Linked DNA regions of Dromaius novaehollandiae: region 1 is linked to region 2. Evidence: chromatin contacts called from public Hi-C data. All regions are on one chromosome and are shown on one strand. The core of a region is the stretch at or near the end of the contact, and the rest is flanking DNA. Distances in the headings are between cores, read along the strand shown. Region 1 holds the start of PARP16 (poly(ADP-ribose) polymerase family member 16). Region 2 overlaps IGDCC4 (immunoglobulin superfamily DCC subclass member 4).

Region 1 (2,700 bases), core at 82-2,581, 140 kb after region 2:
TCTCCTCTCCGCCACTTACTACAACCTATCAATAGCGATCCCTACAGAAAGGTGTGGATCTCAGGCGAAGGCGCCATCTTCCCCCCCAATTCCCTCTCCCGCTCCCTTCCTCAGGGGAAGGCGCCATCTTCCCCCCCAATTCCCTCTCCCGCTCCCCTCCTCAGGGGAAGGCGCCATCTTCCCCCCAATTCCCTCTCCCACTTCCCTTCTCAGGGGAAGGCGCCATCTTCCCCCCCAATTCCCTCTCCCGCTCCCTTCCTCAGGGGAAGGCGCCATCTTCCCCCCCAATTCCCTCTCCCGCTCCCTTCCTCAGGGGAAGGCGCCATCTTCCCCCCCAATTCCCTCTCCCGCTCCCCTCCTCAGGGGAAGGCGCCATCTTCCCCCCCAATTCCCTCTCCCGCTCCCTTCCTCAGGGGAAGGCACCATCTTCCCCCCAAACCCCTCTCCCGTTCCCTTCCTCAGGGGAAGGCACCATCTTCCCCCCAAACCCCTCTCCCGTTCCCTTCCTCAGGGGAAGGTGTCATCTTCCCCCCCAGTTCCCCCTCCCGCTCCCCTCCTCAGGGGAAGGCGCCATCTTCCCCCCCAATTCCCTCTCCTGCTCCCTTCCTCAGGGGAAGGCACCATCTTCCCCCCCAATTCCCTCTCCTGCTCCCTTCCTCAGGGGAAGGCACCATCTTCCCCCCCAATTCCCTCTCCTGCTCCCTTCCTCAGGGGAAGGCACCATCTTCCCCCCCAATTCCCTCTCCTGCTCCCTTCCTCAGGGGAAGGCACCATCTTCCCCCAATTCCCTCTCCTGCTCCCTTCCTCAGGGGAAGGCGCCATCTTCCCCCGGGGCCCCTCTCCCGCTCCCTTCCTCAGGGGAAGGCGCCATCTTCCCCCCCAATTCCCTCTCCCACTCCCTTCCTCAGGGGAAGGCGCCATCTTCCCCCCAAGCCCCTCTACTGCTCCCTTCCCCAGGGGAAGGCACCATCTTCCCCCTCCAAACCCCTTTCCCACTCCCTTCCTCAGGGGAAGGCACCATCTTCCCCCCCCAATTCCCCCTCCCGCTCCCCTCCTCAGGGGAAGGCACCATCTTCCCCCCCCAAACCCCTTTCCCACTCCCTTGCTCAGGGGAAGGCACCATCTTCCCCCAATTCCCTCTCCCGCTCCCCTCCCCAGGGGAAGGCGCCATCTTCCCCACAAGCCCCTCTCCCAGGGTACTGCCGAGCGGAAGGCGCCATCTTCCCCCGCGGCCCCTCTCCTCCCTGTCTGCGGCGAAGAGACACGACCCTCCCGCCCCGAGGCGCCGCCTGCGCGGGGCGGCCGGGCGGGCGGAGGCGGCCGCCCAGGGGAGGAGCGGGGCGGAGCGGCGGCGCCAGGCCGCGGCCCGCGGCGGCGAGGCGGAAGAGGAGACACCGCTTGGGCGGGCCCGGCCGCCCGCCGCGCTGTGGGGAGCGGCCCGGCTGCCGGCAGCGCCCGCCGCCCCCGCCGGGCATGGCCCCCCCCGGCCCCGCCGAGGCGGCCGCCCGCGTGCGGGAGGCGGCGGGGAGGGACCCCCTGGCCGCCGACCTGCGCTGCAGCCTCTTCGCCGCCGCGCTGCAGAGCTACAAGCGCGACTCGGCGCTGAGGCCCTTCCCGGGCCGCTACGCCAGCGGCGACAGCAAGGACTTCGAGGCGCTGGTGAGTGTGACCGTGCCCCAGCCCCGCACCCGCCGCCCGGCGCCTCCGTGTCCGTGAAGGGCCGCAGCGCAGCGAGCCCCGGGCCTGGGGACAAGGACGGCGGCGGTGCTGCTTTTCTAATACTCCGCACCGCCGCGCAGCTTAAAACCTGCTTTGCGGGGTTGGAGCCGGAGCAGGAGTGAGGAGAACAACGGCGTGAAGCTGCTGGGCGAATGGGCAAGTTCAGGCCACATTTGCCTGGGACTAGTTGGGGGGAGGTGAGATTGCCTCTCCGGGGGGGTAAGTGAAATTTCGGTGTCACAAGTCAAGCTCAGTAAATTGCTTATCCATTTAAGGAACCCAGGTTTTAAAGTAAATTTGGGATTCTAGCTAATAAACTCATACCTGGAAACTCCCAAATCCGGTATGGAGATGGGAAGCGTTGTAGGAGGGGGCTTGGCCTGCCTGTAATTAAAAGCAACTGGAGGGTCTGTATTTTAAGTGGCCTGAACGGCTGTTGTGGTTATCCCCCTTCGGACACTGCCTGGCTTTTCTTCTTCCAGGAGCTCCTCTGATCCTTCTTACGTGTACCTTACAGATGCTCGTGATAAATACAGATATTTTATTACTTCTCTGGCGTTTGTTCTGAGAACATGTGGCAGACTTTCCCACAAAGTCAATGCAAACATTTATATCTCAAAACAAACTGTTTTTCAGGTTAGAGGCTATTAGGGTGAAATACTGTTTTACTTTCACTAGAGGTCTCTGTTTAATCGTAATGAAAAGAAGGAAATTGTACTAAAAGCCTTTCCTGTTAGCTTGCAGATACAAATGCTTTACCAAGCCTTAAAGAACTTCTCGAATCTGTTCCAAACACAGAGAAAAGGACCTGGGATTTGTTTAGCTGGATTTTGTCATCTAAGATCTTGGTGATACAAAGTACTAAGAAGCAGGAGGTAAGTTTTAAATTCTGAAAGTCTTGATTAGAAGTTGCCTTTCAAGGCAAACTTGCATTTCAGAGAATGCCAGAAGTTAGTTGGTTATTCTAAGAGTTTGAAGTTC
Region 2 (2,787 bases), core at 78-2,577:
CAAATGCATTGTGAGCGCATGGGATTTCATGTTTGCATCGATGACGCGCTCGCTTGCCGCTGGTGGGAAGGTGTGTTCAGGTTGTCCACTGCTTCCACAGGCGTCACAGCCCGGTGCCGACAGGCCGGTCCTCGCTGCTGGTGGTGATGAGGTGCGGCCTTTCGGAAATTTGGCATCTTCACCTGCATTTGACAGTCCTGTGGGCTGAACCTGTTCCCATGGCCATCCCAACTGGGTCAGACCAGTGCGCAGCTGCAGAAGCCGGTTTGCGGCGTAGCCAGCCCAGGTGCTCGTGTGTTAGCATCCAAGCCGCATCCGTAGATTTCAGCGGAATGTGGCTGCCTTTCTGGATCCAAGCCAAAGAGTGTGAGGAATTTCCTACAGCCCTTTTTGTTAAATAAGGAACAAATGTTTCCAGTGAGGGTGATTTACCTTGCAAACAGGTTGGGGAGGGGGGAAATTCCCTCCCCTGGGAGGCCTTTCCAGGGGTAGCACATCCAGATCTCTCTTCCAAAGCAGGGATCTTGTCTTTGAGTCTGCGGAGCGAGGGCTGGGGAGGGCAGCGTCAAGGCCTGGGCTTAGCCTGAGAGCTTGGGGCCCCCAGCGTCCGTCGTGGAGGCTGGCCGTGGCAGGCAGCAGGGTTATCTTCAGAGATCAGCGCTTTGGCAGAGAGGCAGTTCTGGCTGTAGCTTCTCGGCCTCCCCAGGAGCTTTCCAGCCTTGTCCTCGGTTTGGCGCTCGCCAGCCGGAGTCCCCCAGCAGCGCTGTTCAGGCAGGAGGAGAGTCCCGCTCTGGAAGGAGGGCCAGGCCAGCCCCAGCACACCGCGGAGTCAGATGCTCACAGACATCTGGGCTGGGCGAGGGCCGCCCGCCTTGCCTTTCCTCCGCGGCAGAGGAGGTAGGACATGGGAGACCAGGCTTAGCCAGCTTGCCTGGCCCCAGGGGAGGCCATTCCCCTGCAACCAGTCTCCAGGTGATGGCAATGAAGATGGCCATCAGGGGAGCGGAGGGGACTGCTAACTTCCAGAGTTCACCTCTTACCAGTTTTTCTCCATAAACCTGTTCTTTCCAGTCTCCTCCTTGGCTAATGTCTAAATTGACATGATGGAGAAGGATTTAGCCCATCAGTCTAATTGGAGGGGGAAAAGGCTACTGGGAGTTAAATCCACTGAGGAGTTTTGCCAGCAGAATAAAGGGCTTGTTTTTTGATGGCTCACGATAGGAAAGCAAGGATCCCGGAGCAGCAGCCGCACACAGCCACGGGGAGAGCAGTGTTGTCACCCGTGCGGCCCAGGCAGGACAGGAGAGTGGCTGCTGGGAGCAACAGGCTGTTGTTGCTGGGAGCGGGCGCTGGAGGGAGATGTGCTCCCGTGCAGGAAGCCTGGCGCTCCCGATGCCCCTTTCCGGCTGGAAGTGCCACCTGCAGTGCCGGGAGCCGGAGCCAGCCCTGCGCACCAGGCTGCAGGCAGGCTGGGGAAGCCGGGCCCGGAGGCAGGTGGCAGTCCTGCCAGCAGGAGTGGCATAGGGTGCCTGCGGGGTGGGAGGCATCGGAGGATGGCTTCATTACCAATTCTGGCACTGCTTCACTAGCTGACCTTAGCTAAGTCACTAAATATATTAGTACACGATTGTCTTCCTCTCTAAAATGCAGATATGCCAGTGCTCTACCGGAGGAATCATTTAATGACAGAAATGCCGCACTGGTGGTAGATACTCTGGGTCATTTTCCATCCTAGGTAGAAGGAATCCTACAGACTCTGCGAGGCGATGGAAAATGCTGTTTTGTAATGGTTGCACATTGACTTGCAGCATCCCATGGAAAAGTGAAATGGCTCTTGGGTCTGGGTTTCTGGGTTTGGTTGGTCGGTCTGTCTCTTTCTGTCTGTCTGTCTTTTCTTCCCTTCTCCGCTGCCCCATCCTCCTCACTCTCTGACATGTATATTCAAGGGTGAAAAGGCTCAGGCCAAAAACTTCTTTAGGCTGGAGTTGTCAGGCGGCCACATGTCCCAGAGTGTGTGATGCAAGTGACCTGGCTGCGTGGTTGGGGAGTTAGTCGGGTCTCATGAGCACAGCTGGACTGGTACAGGCATGCCCGGTCCCCCAGCAGATGCAGATCAGATTCGCCTGCAGCTGGGGGTGTGCAGCTCCCTGTTCATAGACAAAACGCTTCTAGCCCAGGCCCAGGTGTGTGTTGCAGAGTCCCTGGGTTCTCCTGTGCAAGTGGCTGCTTCCTGTGGCCGTTTCTCCCAGCCTGCCGAAAGTACCCGGCGGACCAGCACGGAGCCGAGTGCCGCCAGGAGCTTTGTACCCCACAGTGACCAGCTGCCTGTTTTGTCTTCTCTTCCCTTTCCTCATGCTGTGAGTGTGGTTGAGGCTGTGAAAACCCATAGCAAGGAATGTGGTAGAGCCACAGGAGAGAGCAAATGCCTGTGGAAGGAAATTCCCGTCAAAGGCAAGCTGCCCAGGTGCTCCAGGTCTGGTACTAGCACTTGCAATCCTAGTAAAGAAAAGGAGTGAGAAACGTCTCTAGGTTCTCTTATTTAACAGCACTACAGAGCTCAAAATGTCAGCTGGGACAAACCCTTGGTCTGAGGGGGCTGCCACAGTTGGGCAGGCTGATGCGGCTGGGATGCTGCCAAGCTGGCAGCTACAGGCCTGCGTGACCTTGCCTGCCTGCCTGCTTGGCCCTCCGTCTTCGAGGTACTCTCCCGAAACCTGTGCCGTGTTGGCTGGCTAGCACCTGCCGCTAGCAGCGGCAGTGATAGTTGTTCCCCTGCTTGCAGGCTTT

Evidence for each region. Hi-C and Micro-C count contacts between places; a contact is called where the count stands out from the background.
Region 1: a contact with region 2 is called in a Hi-C map of ovary, with 4 times the contacts expected there. The contact joins the promoter of PARP16 here to the enhancer-like site in region 2. A contact is called at or near these places in 2 of 4 Hi-C or Micro-C datasets (brain and ovary).

Annotation. Positions count from the first base shown.
Region 1 is chr10:3,554,567-3,557,266 of bDroNov1.hap1, forward strand. PARP16 (poly(ADP-ribose) polymerase family member 16) reads left to right here and starts at 1,332. Exons shown (of 6, transcript XM_064517869.1): 1 at 1,332-1,659; 2 at 2,457-2,594. The coding sequence starts at 1,474.
Region 2 is chr10:3,418,319-3,421,105 of bDroNov1.hap1, forward strand. The region is part of intron 18 of IGDCC4 (immunoglobulin superfamily DCC subclass member 4); the gene reads left to right. Among named protein-coding and RNA genes, the nearest start is that of IGDCC3, 19 kb to the right of the region's middle. Within about 2 kb of position 1,328, at least 1 of the 2 cell types and tissues checked has open chromatin away from gene starts, as enhancers often do.